6 separate regions of the Mus musculus genome follow, and all the other regions are linked to region 2. Evidence: chromatin contacts called from public HiChIP or PLAC-seq and Micro-C data. All regions are on one chromosome and are shown on one strand. The core of a region is the stretch at or near the end of the contact, and the rest is flanking DNA. Distances in the headings are between cores, read along the strand shown.

Evidence for each region. Hi-C and Micro-C count contacts between places; a contact is called where the count stands out from the background. HiChIP or PLAC-seq counts read pairs in DNA pulled down with a chosen protein or histone mark.
Region 1: an H3K27ac HiChIP or PLAC-seq map of microglia shows a contact between it and region 2, with 6 times the contacts expected there. The contact joins two enhancer-like sites. A contact is called at or near these places in 2 of 115 datasets of contacts at active chromatin or transcription factors (bone marrow-derived macrophages and microglia) and 1 of 9 other capture datasets (liver).
Region 3: a FOXA1 HiChIP or PLAC-seq map of pancreatic cancer cells shows a contact between it and region 2. The contact joins two enhancer-like sites. A contact is called at or near these places in 4 of 115 datasets of contacts at active chromatin or transcription factors (bone marrow-derived macrophages, hepatocytes, pancreatic cancer cells and 1 more) and 1 of 9 other capture datasets (embryonic stem cells).
Region 4: a contact with region 2 is called in an H3K27ac HiChIP or PLAC-seq map of microglia, with 8 times the contacts expected there. The contact joins two enhancer-like sites. A contact is called at or near these places in 2 of 484 Hi-C or Micro-C datasets (bone marrow-derived macrophages and liver), 6 of 115 datasets of contacts at active chromatin or transcription factors (acute myeloid leukemia, bone marrow-derived macrophages, cardiomyocytes and 3 more) and 2 of 9 other capture datasets (embryonic stem cells and liver).
Region 5: a FOXA1 HiChIP or PLAC-seq map of pancreatic cancer cells shows a contact between it and region 2. The contact joins two enhancer-like sites. A contact is called at or near these places in 1 of 484 Hi-C or Micro-C datasets (muscle stem cells), 9 of 115 datasets of contacts at active chromatin or transcription factors (the SCID.adh cell line, acute myeloid leukemia, bone marrow-derived macrophages and 6 more) and 2 of 9 other capture datasets (adipose tissue and liver).
Region 6: a contact with region 2 is called in a Micro-C map of embryonic stem cells, with 2.1 times the contacts expected there. The contact joins the promoter of Ssr1 here to the enhancer-like site in region 2. A contact is called at or near these places in 5 of 484 Hi-C or Micro-C datasets (CD4 T cells, embryonic stem cells, memory CD8 T cells and 2 more), 4 of 115 datasets of contacts at active chromatin or transcription factors (the SCID.adh cell line, bone marrow-derived macrophages, effector CD8 T cells and 1 more) and 2 of 9 other capture datasets (adipose tissue and liver).

Annotation. Positions count from the first base shown.
Region 1 is chr13:38,009,499-38,012,198 of GRCm38.p6, reverse strand. Cage1 (cancer antigen 1) reads left to right here. Exons shown (of 13, transcript NM_027724.2): 11 at 781-851. Among named protein-coding and RNA genes, the nearest start is that of Ssr1, 17 kb to the right of the region's middle. Within about 2 kb of position 1,413, at least 107 of the 459 cell types and tissues checked have an H3K27ac peak or open chromatin away from gene starts, as enhancers often do. A contact at or near this core is called in bone marrow-derived macrophages and microglia, where this site is marked.
Region 2 is chr13:37,852,727-37,855,426 of GRCm38.p6, reverse strand. It overlaps a transcript of Rreb1 not described here. Among named protein-coding and RNA genes, the nearest start is that of Rreb1, 35 kb to the left of the region's middle. Within about 2 kb of position 1,301, at least 235 of the 459 cell types and tissues checked have an H3K27ac peak or open chromatin away from gene starts, as enhancers often do. A contact at or near this core is called in the SCID.adh cell line, acute myeloid leukemia, adipose tissue and 7 more, where this site is marked.
Region 3 is chr13:37,714,695-37,717,394 of GRCm38.p6, reverse strand. Gm40918 (a long non-coding RNA gene) reads left to right here. Exons shown (of 3, transcript XR_873258.2): 3 at 1-13. Among named protein-coding and RNA genes, the nearest start is that of Gm40918, 19 kb to the left of the region's middle. Within about 2 kb of position 1,449, at least 44 of the 459 cell types and tissues checked have an H3K27ac peak or open chromatin away from gene starts, as enhancers often do. A contact at or near this core is called in bone marrow-derived macrophages, pancreatic cancer cells and trophoblast stem cells, where this site is marked.
Region 4 is chr13:37,599,047-37,601,746 of GRCm38.p6, reverse strand. No RefSeq gene overlaps it. Among named protein-coding and RNA genes, the nearest start is that of Gm47754, 19 kb to the right of the region's middle. Within about 2 kb of position 1,381, at least 33 of the 459 cell types and tissues checked have an H3K27ac peak or open chromatin away from gene starts, as enhancers often do. A contact at or near this core is called in acute myeloid leukemia, bone marrow-derived macrophages and microglia, where this site is marked.
Region 5 is chr13:37,621,351-37,624,050 of GRCm38.p6, reverse strand. Gm40915 (a long non-coding RNA gene) reads left to right here. Exons shown (of 4, transcript XR_873251.2): 3 at 1,033-1,202. Among named protein-coding and RNA genes, the nearest start is that of Gm40915, 4.9 kb to the left of the region's middle. Within about 2 kb of position 1,435, at least 50 of the 459 cell types and tissues checked have an H3K27ac peak or open chromatin away from gene starts, as enhancers often do. A contact at or near this core is called in bone marrow-derived macrophages and pancreatic cancer cells, where this site is marked.
Region 6 is chr13:37,992,921-37,995,620 of GRCm38.p6, reverse strand. Ssr1 (signal sequence receptor, alpha) reads left to right here and starts at 1,413. Exons shown (of 8, transcript NM_025965.4): 1 at 1,413-1,616. The coding sequence starts at 1,538.

The DNA.
Region 1 (2,700 bases), core at 164-2,663, 160 kb before region 2:
AACTAAAGGGATCTGAGGTTTGCCACTTTTACCCCTAATGGCGCCCCCCATCTCCCAATGCATGTTAAATGCCCTCATTAGCTGGGTAGCCAGCTGGGACGTGCTCAAGAAAGTCTTCATTTTGTTATTTTACCTTCAAAGTAACTAAACATCTTACCAAGTTAGTGTTTTACTTTACTTTTTTTGTTTGTTTTCATTTTGGTCTTTTGCGACAATGTGGCCCAGTCTGGCCTTGGAATCCCAAATTCTGTTGCCTCAGCCCCACAGGTACTGAAATTGCAGGCATAAGCCAACCAAGACCGCATTAATTTAACCTAATAGGCTATAATTGTTACCTGGCCCTTCTGTCACTGTGAGGAACACAGTAGATTACAGTGAGTTTCTGGGACTCCCATTTCCATGATGAGAGTATTTAAAATCATTGTTATTCATATTTCTTTTCTTTTTTTCCTTTTTCTTTCTTTTTTTTTTTTTCCCGAGACAGGGTTTCTCTGTATAGCCCTGGCTGTCCTGGAACTCACTTTGTAGACCAGGCTGGCCTCGAACTCAGAAATCCACCTGCCTCTGCCTCCCGAGTGCTGGGATTAGAGGTGTGCGCCACCAAACCCGGCATTATTCATATTTCTGATACCAAAATAGAAAACGAATGTTTTGTCTGTTGTAAAAATTTTACTTATTGTCGTCAAATAATTAAACTTCAACTTGTAAAGATTTTTAAACGAAGAAAACAAAATTAAATACAAATACTTGTATTTATAAAAAAAAAATTGTTTTCTCAAGGTAACGTCATATGAAGAAATTATCAAATGTGCTGACCAAAGACTTGAGATATCACATTCTCAGATTGCACAGTAAGTTAAGAAAACTATTTTTTTGTAAAATTTTTTGACTGTCTACTGATGTTTTGTTTTATTTTCTGACTTCTAAAGTTTTTTTCCCTCTGACTCTTAGAAATAGGATAACAGGGCGTGCTGTATCCTTTAGTATAGACTAAACCATCACACACACACACACACACACACACACACACACACACACACACACACACACACACACACACACCAACACCAACCTGGTTCCAAACAAGCTACTTTATTACTTCTTGCATCTGGGGCACAGCCTGGCTTCTGGCAGACTGCTTCCTTGCCTTCTACTGTTTTCAAGGGTTTTACAGCTTTTTCTGAGAATTTTGGTATTACAAACGAACTTCTTAAAAAGGTACCACCAGCTTACATTTAATCCAAAGCAAAAGTATCTCAGGCAGTTTGAGACTTATAATCTTGGATTTCGTTTATTTATTTATTTTTTAATCTTCATTGGCCTTGGGTAACCTGGCTGCTAGGCTGTGAGGTGCTGTTCCTGTCTTCCGGGCTGTCCAGCCACAGGAAGAGCTCTTACAAGAAGCTACCATGGCCCCACCCCTGTGGGTGGTAGAGCTATGGTGAGGATTGGCCACTCGCCTGCCCACCGGAAGGAGACACAAGAAGTCAGTTCTCTCCAGCTGACTATGTCAGGAATCAGCTGTCTTCACTGCATCCCCACCAACACCAGCTACAATCCACCACCAACTACCAGGATGGTAGTTCCCGCTTCTGGGTGGAACTGCCATCCTGCCTGTGCCAGCAGTTGATCTGCAGAACAGACCTGGGCTTGTCAGCACTGCCTCCCTCCCCATCCAACCCTCTCCCACCTGGTGGACAGACAGCCACCACACAGCAGACTCTCAGGGGGCTGTAGGGCAAATTGGTCCTGAGAGCCCCAATATCGAACATGGCAGTCAGTCAGTCATCAAGTTTGCCAAAGGCCACCCTGGGCCCCAGAACTGAGCAGGCACAGTTGGTGAGCACATATGGGCCCATTTGGAAGCTGGACCACAGCTCAGCAATGGGAACCAGCACACAAGACTTCCCTCCTCCTTCAGTGACAGCTTTGTGGCAGGGTTACTCCCACAGGGTAAAGAGGAACTGCTGAGCGCCAGCAACTGTTGCTTGCCAAACCACTTACCCCAGAGAGCCACCCTGCAGCTAATCTTTCCCTGCCAGAGTATCACCAGCCCACAGCTCCACTCCCCAGAGTTCGTGATACCCCGTTCTGCCTGTCAGAGGATCCCCTAACCAGAGTGGGAGAACAGCCCCCACGCATGTGGTTGGTTACCTGAGCATCTGTTTGCAAACCCACACAAATGAGAAACCTTACCACTGACAGAGGCAGCTGTGGGTAGACATGCAGGCTCCAATAAACTGCCATTGGCACTACTGCAATACACAGGACATGGACCTTCCATCATGACCCAGCCTTCTCCAGATGGGACTGCCACACCTTACAATTCCTGGGCAGCTAGGTGTGCTGATATGTCTTTAATCCCAGCCCTTGGGAATGCAGTGCAGATGGATCTTTGAGTTTGAGGTCAACCTGGTCTACAGATGGAGTTCCAGGACCATCAGGGCTACACAGAGAACCCCCACCCCCACCCCGTCTTAAAAAAAACCAAAAACCAACCAAATCAACAAAAGTTATTGTGCAAGCCCAAACAACAGAACGGCCAGGACACAGTTCAACCTGTCCCCCAGACCCTAGTCTTTCACATCCTTTCCAAGAAGGGGCTAGCTGACTAGCCTAGCCTGGTTGATTATGAAAGTATACAACCTGGAGAACAGGAATCTAGACGACGGAGATCAATAGATGGGTCTAAGAGCCACT
Region 2 (2,700 bases), core at 52-2,551:
TAATTACTTTTTTGACCTTGGGAGAGTACAGAGCTTTCAGTTGCTGAACCCTTACATAAATGAACCATTTGACTGGCTCAAGTTTTAGGAGAGATTTGACTACTTTTTTTTTTTTAAATCACAAATGAGCTGTGAATTAAAATGAAACACTGTCGTGTGCTCTTCAGACTCTCCAGCCTGAAATGTTTTAAATGTCCAATGAAAGTGCAGGTTCCTCCTTTTCCTGGGTGGGTTTTCCTTCCCACCAATTAAGAAAGAAGCCTCGGTCTAACTGAAGTATTTGGACAGCAGTTTGGTGTCAGTTAAATACCACAGTAACTGGCATTTTCTATCACCTCCAGACTAAGGGACAAATACCCACTCAACAGGGACCAGCACGAAGCTTAAACTGGAAAGAGTGCCAGGTTTTGTGTGTATGCAGTTTTTTTTTTCCTTCCCATGTATTTCTCCTCAAAGATTTGGATCTTCGACATCCTTTCATACAAATGTGCGAATGCCTTCTGACTGACTGGGATGTAAAACGCTAATTAATGAACGCTTTTTCTGAAGCCAGTCGATCAGTTAACATGACCACCCTCCCCGACTGGAGGCACAAGGAAAAGGGGTGGGGTGGGTTGGCTAAACGGTTAGACAGGGTGCCCTCGAAAACGAAAAGGAACCCTGGATGTAATGACTGACATGCCGACAACTTAAAGATACTTTAAAATAGGCCACAGCACTGAGCACCAGGCAGTCACCCTGAGCACAGTGGCTTCAGCTCTGGGCAGAGAGAGGAAGAGGAGGAGTCAGGCCAGGGCCAAGTGACTTCTCCAATCCTCTTCTTCCAGCACTGCAAAGAAAAAGAAAAAGAAAAAAAAAAAAAAGGCACAAGAGGGGGGGGGGCTTCAGAACCACACTTTACAACTGCATCTTCCCACAGTCATTTTTACCACGACGAGGACTACCTGAAGTAATTTGAGCAGCTGACTCCATTGTTGGGCCAGAAAAGCCAGTTTCAATTCCTTAGAAAAAAACCAACCAAACCCTCGGCATTTGGCTTCGTAAGTTTTACTTGCCTATGCATTGGGGCATCTAAACACACGTGCACGCGCACCCTACTCGAGTTACCGTGCAGAACCAAGAGCCAAGCAACTTCTGGACCGCACAGACAGCGGCAGTTACAGCCTTCAGACCCTTCAGCCCGGCTCCTTGGATTCCAACTCCCTACCCAGGTCCTCCCGGCACCCCGGGGGGTGGGGAGGAAGTGTCTAGGCGAGCAGAACATTCTCCTTGTTCCTCCGGCTCCTCCCAGCCCTTCTGGGAAAGCCTGGGGACAGGCAGGACTGCCCACCTCCAGACAGCCTATAAAGCAAAGGGTCAGCTGAGCACAGTTGGGGAAGGAGTCTCAGTACCCAGCCACTCCCATCTCCAGATCCAGGAAAGATGACCCTAAGGGCAGAGCTTCCTCCATCTTCTGCAAGAACATCTCAAAAGAGCAGACTTGGAGGGGAGGGGAGGGGAGGGGAAGGGAGGGGAGGGGAAGGGGGAGGGGAGAGGGGGGAGGGGAGGGGAGGGGAGGGGAGGGGAGGGGAGGGAAGGGGAGGGAAGGGGAGGGGAGGGAAGGGGAGGGAAGGGAGGAAGGGAAGGAAAGGGAAGGGAAGAAGGGAAGGGAAGAAGGGAAGGGAAAGGACCAGGTGTGTGGCGACCTCATCTTTTTAGCCTCCTCAGTATCTGTATCTAGTTTCTGTTTCACTACCACCGCACTGCACTTAAGAATCTGTGAGCCAGTGCATGCCTGCTTTCTAATGTAATTCTGAGGGCAACACACGTTTAGTGACAGACCTGAACAAGCCACATGGTACTACAACAAAGCCATTAGGCTTCAGAACTTAATCCATTTTAAATAAAGATATTTATGCTTTGTTTATAGATTCGTGTCTTTAGAGAATGTTATTTATTTTATGATCTGTTACACCTAAAAAAAAAAAACCACTTTCTTCTCAAGAAAGTAGGCCTGTTCAAGCTTGTGTGTGTGTGTGTGTGTGTGTGTGTGTGTGTGTTTCCATAACCCCTTTCTCCAATAACTTCTCTCTTACAAACAATGTGCCTATTTCTAATCACTGAGACCCAAAGTAAGCTACTGGAGGGGGTGGGGAGAGGAATTCCTAGGTGTTTAAGACTTCAAAACAAACTAAAACCCTAAGATATCAATCACAACCCATTTCTATCTTAAAAAAAAAACAACTGTAATTATACCTACAAAGGCGATGGAGGTCCTGCTGTGGAGATACCCTCCCACTTGAACCTCAGCCAGAACCAAACTTGCTCTGGAATTTCTAAACTAAGTTTGGAGGGTTTCCCCATGAGACCTTCATGAGGTCACTGTGCACCCTAGTGACTAGGCCTCTAGTTGGGCAGAGGAGCCTTCCTCACAGCTGAGTTTACCAGCACAGGTGCACTGTGTAGGCGGTCACAAGTTCTTCAACTGAGGTCTGGCAGACCCTCAGGTCACCTGCTACCTACCTCCTTTACAAGATCCACTTCCCCCAATTATCCCTGCCTGGATTTGACCATTTCTGGACCCGGTACTTTCTCAGGCTCATCTGATAAGTTCTTACTGTCAATTTTACTTTGCTAAGCTGCCACCTAAAGTTCCGAGAACAACATGGAAAGATTATAAAGGCTTGAAATAGAGACACATTAAATGTTTTGGAGCACATA
Region 3 (2,700 bases), core at 200-2,699, 140 kb after region 2:
GAGCATTAGTATCACCAGGAGATCAGAAGTCTAGACACCGAAGTCGGGGGTGGGGGTAGGGGTGGGGTCATGGGAGGGTGGTGGTGGTGGAGGGGGTATCCATTCAGTTGCCCTCAAATGGTCCAAACCTGAGTGGAACTCTAAGCTGGAGGCTAGAAGTACCATAGGCTTCATCTTGAAAGTCTCCTGAGGAGAGCCAAAGTCAGTTACTGGTGAGTAGAAGCAGGAGCAGGAAGCAGGAGCAGGAAGCAGGGTGCCCGAGGGTGGTATTCCACATCAGGTGTTACTGGGTGGCCTATCTATGGGTGTCATTTACAACACACACCATCTGGCAGCTTCACCTCTTAACTAGTCTTGCTAAGAACATGGTGAACTCTTAAAGTCCTCATTTAAAAATGCTCCACAAACAAAAAGCTCAGGGCCTTGGGGGCAAAGCCTTGGCCTTTTTGTTTGCAGATCTGTTTGAGACAGAGGGTTTCATGTGCAATTCAGGAGCACAGGTGCCTTCTGCAGAAGGCTGGCTTAACAAGACCCACCTGCTATGACAGGGCACCAAGGCTAGAGTCTGGGAGACTGGGTAAAAGGTAACAGAAATAGTAAGGGCCTGGGTCTAAGATGGAATGGTTGCTGGAGAGGGGAGGAGACAATTAGACAATGTAGCCAGTTGGTCTTGGGTGTGTGTGAGGAAGAGGAAGTTGGGAAGAGCCCAGGCTGTCTGGTTGTTTGAGCATCACGTTTTGGTAGGTGCCCAGGATGAAGAGGATAAGAGTGGTGAATTTGGGTAGCTAGTTGGGACAATGAAGGAAATGACTGCAGTGTTGGATCCGGGAGCCTAGGATCCAGAGGCAGGTCTGGAGATAAGGTTTATGAGTCATGCTATGCAGGTAGCAGTTGAAGCTGTGGGTGGGATAGCCCAGGGGACTGTGTGTAAGGAGACAGGCTGGAGAGGGTAGGTGAAGACCTGAGAAACCACAGCTGCTTTCCGTTCCGATTCAAATCCTACTCAAGTCCTTTGTCCCATGATCCTCATCCAAACCCACAGCCCACATCGATTGCGTCATCCTTCACTCCTCCCAGGAATCTGAGTTTCTTGTCATGTTCCACCTAACGTGGGACCGCACTGAGTTGTCTTGGGGCCAACAAAGGTATTTTTTGTTCTTTGCTGCTAGGGTTTGCTTTTTGCCTTTGAAACCTGTTGCTAGGTCTAATGAAAGCATGGCTCTCATTTGGGGTGGGGGTGGGGGGGTCTCATTTCTGCTTCCTCCAAATCAGTTAGCCCTGGGCACAAATCCTCCCTATGTGTGTTTTGATGGGCCCCCTGCTACAGGAGCTTCATTAAAGATTCTGGTTCGGTGAACGTTTTGATTAGAGGACAAAGCTCAGGTCCCCTAGAAAGAGTTCACAATCCATTTCCTCCTTGCCAACACTGGGGCTCAGGGCTGACTCAGTAAGTCAATATGTCTCGGGTCTGCTTGGTGGATCCCAAACCCCGTTTCGGAGAGCAATCTGGAAGGAGAGATAGTCGTCTGTGCCCTTACTTTTAAGCAGATGGCCAGTGGTTTATTTTTTACTACAAATTAGTTAGACGGTGATGCTGGACAGTAGAGCATGGGAATCATTGTTTATTTTGGGAAAAAAATTAAGATTCCATTAATCCAGCTGTAATGGGGGATCAGTACTGGAAAGACTGGTTAGGGACCTTCATGAGCCAGGTTGCTGGAAGGAAGGATGGCTCAGAAGCACTGCTCAGTGCTTTCTCTGCTAACTGGGGTTATCTGCCAGCGAAGGTGCAGCTGATCCCTGGGACATTTGCACCAGGCAGTTTCTGAACTTTAACCTACTGTCGCAATCAGGATTCTGTGTGCGTATGTGGGAGTCACAGGATCTGGGCCCCCAAGCAGGGGTTACTAGACTACAGGCATGCTCTGACTGTACCTGGCCCAGGCTGCAAAGGGTGCCATGGCCTGTGGGTTAGTTCTTGTGTATAAACAGGGGCTGGGCATCCAGTGAGACACCGTGACTCCTGGAGAAGGCAGTGTGATTCAGAGAGCTTGGTCTCTCCACGGGGGCTCCCCTCTGCTCCAGGGGCAGAGGTTGACAGTGTTTGTGACAACGATTGGGTCGTCCTATTGTTTGCTCATCTGGCTGTGTGCTCTGAGTGTGCACTCTTGGTTGTTTGTTTTTTCCTCCAGAGATTTTAGATGATTTTCCTTCCTGCCCAAGCTGTCTGTGGACCGACAGTGTGAATCACAAGGTGATTGCCCTGCATTCACCATGCAGAGCACCCAGACGTGTTTCAGCTGAACAAGTGCTGGGAGTTCCAGCTTTGCAAAGTCAGGGCTGATACTTGCTTGGCACTGGCAGGCGTTTCCACCCTTTGCTTCTGCCCAGAGTTCTCCTTTTTCTCTGCACTACCCCTCTGTCGTGCTTGCCACCATCCTTCCTCCTCCTCTGGATTCTTTAGCCCAAGGATGCACAGTGGCTTTCTTTGAACTGACTGAAGTTTTCCATGCTGCAAGTTAGGAGGATATTTGTCCCTAGCCTACATACCCAAACTCATTTCAGCCTTTCTGTATCCTTTTAGGTTTAAAGGCATCTCAGGAAGCAGATGAGCAACTCCATTTAGGACAGTGCCATTACTACTAGTAGACCCTACTCTGTCTCTTGTTACTTCTTCATATATGTGACATTTGTAACAGT
Region 4 (2,700 bases), core at 132-2,631, 250 kb after region 2:
CAGTCACTAACCTAGTAGTCAGCTTTTCTTCTTTTTGAAAGGTGGAAGCAGTTGGTGGGGCAGCAGGCATACGTGCATTTAGAAATTGCTATTATAAAACAGTGAGTCCACATGTTATGTATTGATTAAAGACAGTGTGAACCCTTCAAATGAGTGACACTATTTAATCTTTTCTGTATTTTATTTTATTTTATTTTTAATTAGGAGGTTTAATTTGGGGGTCGTTGGCCACTGGCCCTCAAAGGTGGAGGGAGCAGAAGCGGGTAGCAGGGTTTGGTTGGTAGTGAGTGTGACTTCCAGGAGACAGCTTCAATGAGAAACCTCTATTGTTCCAGGGGTAGGGTATATAAGGGCTGTAGGGGGTATGGGTGGAGAGGGCTGATTGGCCGTAACACAGTACCTAATCGTACCTAACCACCATACAGGCAAGAAGCCAGATTGGGACTTTGTGTGCTGAGTCATGCAACCCTTGCAGAGAGCTCTGCAGAAGGTCATCCTCCAAGCGAGGTCAGGCATCTGTGCTCAGAGACACTCTCCAACCGAGGGACACTCTCCAACCGAGGCCAGGAAGAGAAAGGGAAGCCCCGCTGAGCAAGAATCCTCCATTTTTGTACCAAGCTCGGAGAGCTGTCCCAATGTGGGTTTTACCTTAATAGCAGGGTTCTCTAACAGGCATGCATTAATCTTTTTTCTTTAGCTAATAGCTAGCGATTACAAACAGGGTAACTTTTAGCAAAGGAGGCTTATTTTGGTGTCTCTTCTGGAAGTTGACGGGAAGTTGAAGGCCAAGACGTCACATTTGGTGGTGGCCTTCCTGTTGACAGAGTTCTGAGGTAGCACGTGCTACTGAGGCAAGAGACAGAGAGTGCAAGTATACATGGGTGTCACCTCTTCCTATAAAGTTACAGATGCTGTGTGGGTGCTAGTAATCAAACCAGGATCCCCTGGAAGAGCAACCAGTGCTCTTAAGCACTGATCCATCTTTTCTGCCCTGAGATAGGCCTTTTAAAGAGATTAAGTTAAAAATATCATCCTTAGGTTCACACCCTAGTTCCCTTCTCCAGAGTTTTGATGAAACACTGACAAAAAACAAGTCAGGGGAGGAAAGAAGGTTTTGTTTTGTTTTGTTTTGGTTTTGTCTTTGTTTTTTCTTACTCTCACTAGGGGGAAAAGTCAGAGAAGGAACTCAAGGCAGGAACCTGGAGGCGGGGAATCGAAGCAACGTCCATGGAGGGGTGTTGCTTACTAGCTTACTCTCCATGGCTTGCTTAACTACATTTCATATGTAACCCAGGGATGTCACTGTCTACAGTGAGCTGAGCCCTCACACATCAATCATTGATCAAGAAAATAACCCTAGAGACTTAACCCACAGGCCAGTCTGATGGAGGCAGTTCCTCAATCGAGAGTTCCTCTTCCCCGAGTGTCAAGATGACAACTGCCCACAGCCATCACAGAGCGTGAATGAATATGACATGCATTCTTGTAAAAATGAGCAGAACGAGATACAGAGGAGACAGAGAGAAGATAGACAGACCCTAGAGAATGACTACACGCATAGTAAGCTTACCGTCATGATCTCAGACCTCTTTCTGCTTTGAGAACAGAAAGCCCTGGTGTGTCAGCCTCTCAGCCTTTGCCACAGCAATTCTGTACACTCATACATGACACCAGGGGTCACAGTGCTGTGCAAGAAGATCTATCTGTCATATCTCCAAGTATAGGAATTAGAGCTGATCTGCCCTGGCTACTAAGCTCTGAGATCTATCATGGAGCTTGGGGAGAGAGATGCCAGACTACCCTTAACCAGCTGCATGTCAGGGGATGCTGAGATGGGCCTGTTTCCTAAAGACTGGCAGTTTGGACTTGAGGGCATTGGGGTAGCCTTGCAGGATTCTGTCTGCTTCTGTGAACAAACACTTCTGCAGGCCGGCAGTCTGTTCAAACTGTACTTATTATTGTGAAAAGTGTGTTGTTGTGGGAATTTATTTCAAAGTAATACATTTATTCTCTCTGATTTAATCTTTTGAAAGTATGAATTGTTAATTTTATGTGTATGGGTGTTTTTGCCTGCATGAATATCTGTTTGGGACCTTTGGAGGCCAATTGAGACCATTTTATTCCCTAAGACTGGAGCTATAGAGGTTGTGAGCTGCCATGTAAATGCTGGGAACTGAACTGGGTCAAATAGGTGCGTAGCAAGTGCCCTTAACTGCTGAGCCATTTCTCCAGCTTGATTTATCCTCTTTTTGACAGAGCTATTTTGCTTTTAGGGCCTGTGTGTGTGCTTGAATGTGTTTGTGTGTGTGTGATGTGTGATGTGTATGTGTGATGTGTGTATACATGGTATGTATGTGTGTGTGGTGTGTGTATGTTGTATATGTATGGTGTGTGTTTGTGTGGTGTGTGTGTGGTATGTGTTTGTGTGTATATGTGGTATGTGTGTGTGTATGGTGTGTATATGTGTGTGTGATATGTGTGTATGTGGTGTGTGTGTGTAGTGTGTGTTTGTGTGTGCATGTGTTTATATGTGTGTGGTATGTGTTTGTGTGTGCATGTGTGTGTATGTGTGGTGTGTATATGTTGTGTGGTGTGTGTTTGTGTGGTGTATGTTTGTGTGTGGTGTGTGGTATGTGTTTGTGTGTGGTGTGGTGTGGTGTGTGTGTGTATGTGTGTGTGGTATGTGGTATGTGTTTGTGT
Region 5 (2,700 bases), core at 186-2,685, 230 kb after region 2:
CCTAACCCTCTTGCCTCCACCTTTCAAGTGTTGGGATCAAGGCCTGTGCCACCAGGCTCAGCTCCTCCCATCGTGATGGGAGTTAAACATTTATTAACCCTTTACTTGATAATCTTACAATGTGTTTAACATGTGGTGGGAGCATTCCACTGTACATGAGAAGTGTGCCAGGCAGCCTCAGTTTCCTTCTGCGTCCATCGCAGTCCCTTCTCTCCTTCTGCAGGCAACAGCGACTCCAATGCTTCTTCCTAAGGCAGCCCCTACACAGATATGTTTATGTGCCCTCTCTTACATCCAGGAGCAGGCATTTGGAGTCGCTTCTCGCTCCTCGCTCAGGTCTGTCTGCTTTGGGGTCTGCTATGATCTGAAAAGACTCCATGGTGTGTTCTCGCTGCAGTGAGCTATTCTGCCATGATGGGCTGAAACTCTGAGCCCAAGTCCATCTTCCCTACCAAGTTTCAGTCAGTTATTGTCACAGCAATGTCACCACAATTAATACAGCCAAAAAGAGAGAGTTTCAGCGTTCAGGGGATATCTGGATTCAGAATTGCAGGTAAGAGATTAGATCTGCAATATTTAGCCCGTGCCAGGCCCTGGGTGGGCATCCTTTTACACCTTTGTTTATTTAGCTTCAGAATATAAAAATATGGGGCTAGAAAGACGGCTCAGTGTCTCTTTTTCCAAAGGACCCGAGTTCAATTCTCAGCACTCACATGGCAGCTCACAATGGTCTGTAACTTCAGTTCCACCCTCACACCAATGAACATAAAATAACGCTAAGTAAACTATTAAAAATATATAAATATACTCTAGCTGTGCAGAAGTTGGTTAAGTTGTTTAGACTTTGGGTTTGGCTAATTTGTGTGTGTGTGTGTGTGTGTGTGTGTGTGTGTGTGTTTTGCAACTTTTTGTTTCAAAATAAATAAAAGAGTAACAATGTTTAAAACAAATAAAAGTACTTTAAAAGTTTTCTTTTTGTTACTAGTTTTTATGTGTTTATGTAAGTGTGTATTTGTATGTGTATGTGTTCAGGTACCCTTGGAACCCAAGAAAAGGAGTGAGATTCCCTAGAGCTGGTGTTACAAGCACTCTGAGTCACCTGGCATCAATACTGGGAACAGAGCTAGGGTTCCCTAGAAGAGCCACAAATACTTCTAACCACGGAGCCATCTCTCCAGTCACCTGACAGAAGTCAGCACATGGTAAGACAGACTAACAAATGTGCTAGTCTGGGTCTCTCTTCCTCTTCCTTAAGAGCCACACATACCATCCTAGGATTCCTACTCCCACCTGCCCTAACAGCCTCCTGGAGTCCCCACCTCTGCACCATGAGCGTGTGAAACTGGAGGTTAACTTTCCAGTCTATGATGCTTGAAGGACTACATTCAACCCTAGTATGTCTGAGTCCCACACAATAGAAAGGAAGTGTTTGACTGGTGAGTCAATATGACCGGGTAGATGACCCAGACATGACATTTTGTTAAGGACCTGTAGCTGTCCTAGGAGTGGAGAGGCTGCCAACCACGAAGAGCCTTGAAGTCCAAGGCTTTAACACCCCAGGGCGGCTCCACCCACATTGTCCGTGTTAGTTGATGGCATGAATTAGCTGGTGGTTTGTTACATTTAATTAGAAAGTAGATGCTAGAAACTGGTCTCTCTGTCTCTCTCTCTCTCTCTGTGTGTGTGTTTCTGTGTGTATATTTCTCTGTGTGCATCTCTGTGTGTATATCTCTGTGTGTCTATGTGTGTGCATCTCTCTATATGTGTTGATTTCTGTGTGTCTCTCTGTAGTGTCTGTGTATCTATCTATGTATGTGTGTGTGATTATCTCTCTCTGTGTGTGTCTGTGAATGTCTGTATCTCTATGTGTGGTTATCTGTGTATGTCTGCGTGTATTTTTATGTGTGTATCTATCTGTGTGTGCATGTGTGGTGTATGTGTGTCTATCAGTGTGGTGTGTGTGTCTGTGTGTATATGTATCTATCTCTCTGTCTCTGTGGTGTGTGTATATCTGTGAATGTCTGATCATTCCTACACCTTGAATGTTGTCCTGTCCAGGGGATAATAATCTTTCTCTAGTGTGCACTGCCTCAAGAGGACACTGTGGCTATGCTAAACTCTAAGCCTAACCAGGCTTCAAGTAGAAAAAGAAGTCTTGAGCCTGTCTCTCTCTCTTCATGTGACAGTGAGGAGAGCTGGCTCTGTCTGGCTCTGTGAGTGATTTTTTGGCTTGAGGCCACCATAGTTATATCTGCCCTGGTCCAGGGTCTCCTTCAGGTAGCTGCTATCTGCTATCTCTAGTCATCATGGTTCAGGTTTATCATCCTGTTTTATGTGATGGAAGAGGGAGTGTGAGAGGACCTAACAAGAGGATGGGCCTGTGTAGCCCAAGGAAGAGAACTGTTTGTGACCTGGTATGCCATCAAAGCATGGCTGGCTCATAAAGTCTAAGTCTGAGTGACTCAAGCTTATTGCCTATTATATTTAGATGCCCAGAATGGTACCCTGTCACTCCTGTCCTCACACAGCAGCTGCGTGCTGGCCTTGGGCTACGTCTTTCTCATGTAGTGTCCTGGCTGACTTAGCAGGAGTATGCTGGCTAGAGTACTTTCACAAAGCGTGCCCACCGTGCACTATCTGCAAAGTATCAGCCTGCACTGTCAAAAGATCACACTTTGATGCTCTGAGGTCAGCCTGGTG
Region 6 (2,700 bases), core at 164-2,663, 140 kb before region 2:
CAGAGACACTGTCCTTGTACCGAAGATCTCACTGTCTCCCTTTCTGAGGTCTGACTTCAGGTGGTGGCACTTCTGACTCCTTAATGTTCATAGAATTTATAGACAGTCTCTTTCCCCTGTTCAGGTCAGACATGTGTTCATCTGATCTGAACCTACTGGGGTTAATTAAGTTGAGATATGGTCTGTGACTTCCACTTCAGTCATCTTCAACAATTCTGAGGGGAGTTTATTTGTCCCTCTGTGGCTCAGAGGCTCCAATGATCCTGGTGGCTGCTTAACCTGTGTAGTGGTTTGAATGAGAACTGCCCCAGTAGGCTTGTGTTTGAATGTTACATCCCAGTTGGTGGAACTGTTTGGTAAGGACTTATGTGAGGAGGTGCATTGTTGGGTGTGGGCTTTGAGGTTTCAAAAGTCCGTACCATTGGACTTACCTCTCTGCCTTGTCCTTTGGGGCTGAACATATAAGCTCTCAGCTTCCACGTTAGCACTGCCTGCCTGCTCCCATTCTCTCTGATGCGATGGTCAGGAACTCACCCTCTGAGACTGTAAACAAGCCTACAAATCAAACACTTTCTTTTATAAGTTGCCTTGGTAATGGTATCTCTTCACAGCAACAGAAAAGTAACCAAGACAGTCCCTGAATCAGGATTGTGGCTGGAGGTTCTCAGCGCAGCCACTACATCCCGAGTGTTTCACACTGACCAGCTGAAGTTGCCAGAAATATGCCAGAAGTGAGATCTTTGGCGTAGAAACTGCAGAAAGGCTAGGTAATTGCTAAGTTTGGGTTGTTAAGAAAAATTACAGAACTGAACCTCTAATGATCAGAGTTCAAGCCCAGAACCCATCTAAAATGTGGAGAGAATCAGTTCCCTAGAAGTTGTCCTTTGACTGACCTTTACATCTATCTGTGCACTGGCAATTATACACCAGAGAGACAGTCAAATTTAAAAGAATAAAACTCCAGAACTCCGATTGTTTATTGCAGGGGGGGTAGAATTTTGTGACAAGGTATTAACTCTGTAGCCCAGTCTTGCCCCGAACTCGCTACATAGCCCAGGCTGGTCTCCAGCTCGCTGCAATCCTCCTGCCTCCATCTCTCAAACTCTGGGGTTACAATGTGAGACATCACTTTCGGCTTTTTATTTTTATTTATTTATTTTGTCGTTATCCATATCCTTTACTTTCTGTCTTTCAACTGCCACACATGCGGGAAGTTTCCACTCCTTGGCCCCTCAAAGCAACGGGGGACAAAGCGATGCTAAGCATCTGGAAGAGATAAGCCTGCTCAGCTAGGCTCTCGCGGGAGCCCGTAGGCTCCCCTGGTCCCCGCCACCGCCGGCCACGTGATCTCCCGGCCCGCAGGCCCCGCCCCTGGGCGCTTAGAGGCCACGTCGACGGTGGCGGGGAGGGGCGACGGATGGCGCGCGTGCGTGCGTGCCCCGCCCCTCCACCGCGGCCCGGATGAAGAGTAACGCCATTACCGCCAGAGCCTCCGAGAGCCCTAGCGGACCCGCACCGGACGCTGACCGGCCGTACCATGAGACTCCTCCCCCGCCTGCTGCTGCTGTTCCTGCTGGCCTTTCCCGCCGCCGTGCTGCTCCGAGGCGGCCCCGGAGGTGAGAGACGCGGGGCTGGGTTGGGGACCGCGGCCGACCCCCGGCCCGGCTCTCGTGGGCCATGCTATCCCCCGCCCCGGGACCCCCCGCAGCTCGGCGTCCTCAGCGAGCGCGGGCCCGAAGCCCGCGGTCCGCAGGACCCACGCCAGGGTCGGCCTCGCTTCTCCGCCCGCGCTCGCCGCGGGCCGCCCGTCCCCAAGCTCTGCGCTGACGTGTCGCTAGCCACACGCCGGCGCGCCTCCATTCATTCGCCCACTGTAGATTCTTCTCCTCGGCGCGTGGATCGTGTTCGCCCGGCCCCCTCGCTCGCCCATCGCGGTCTGTGTGGACCGCGAGGCTCGGTGTCCAAATCCGTCCCCTTCCTCCGGCTGCTTGTCAGCCGCTACCGTAGAGTATGGCCGGATGGCCTCCTCCTTCCTTTTCTAATTTCTCTCCCCTCCCCTCCCTTTTCCAGCCAGTTTTTGCTGGTTGAAAATATGCTGCGAAAAAGTTATTTCGAGCTTTGTAAGTTTATTCTTTCCAACGATTGACCTGGGCTAAAAACTTGGCAGAATGTAAAAACGTAGAAACTTGTTCCCCCTTGCCCGCCATGTCCATTAATTTTGCTAGTTTATAAAAACAACTAGTTTGAGTGGTCACCAGAAAGAATTCCTTTTCTTTCTCTAAGTTTCTGTGGCCCAGGGCATGAGAAATAACGAGCCATGTTATGAACTCTTTGGCCAAGCACACAGAAGTGCTTGGCTTCTACTTAGTAACTAGTATGACTTTGAATTATAGCTGTTAGGGATTTTGGCTTGGGAGTGTGGTGGTGGGGACATAAGACAGATGTTGAGACCGAGTCTCATGTAGGTAACCCTGGCTGCGTTGTAAGTTGGTGCCCTAGCTAGCACGTCCTTGAACTTATGATCCTTGTGCCTGTACCTCTGGGGTGCTGGGTTTCAGGGTGTCACCACACCCCGTGGATGAAGTGGTGGGGATGAACCCAGGGCTTCCATCGTGCCAGGCATGCAAGGCACATATGCACACTACAACCTTAGACCATTGGGGTTTTCTTTCTTTCTTTAAATCTGGCTTTTGATAAATT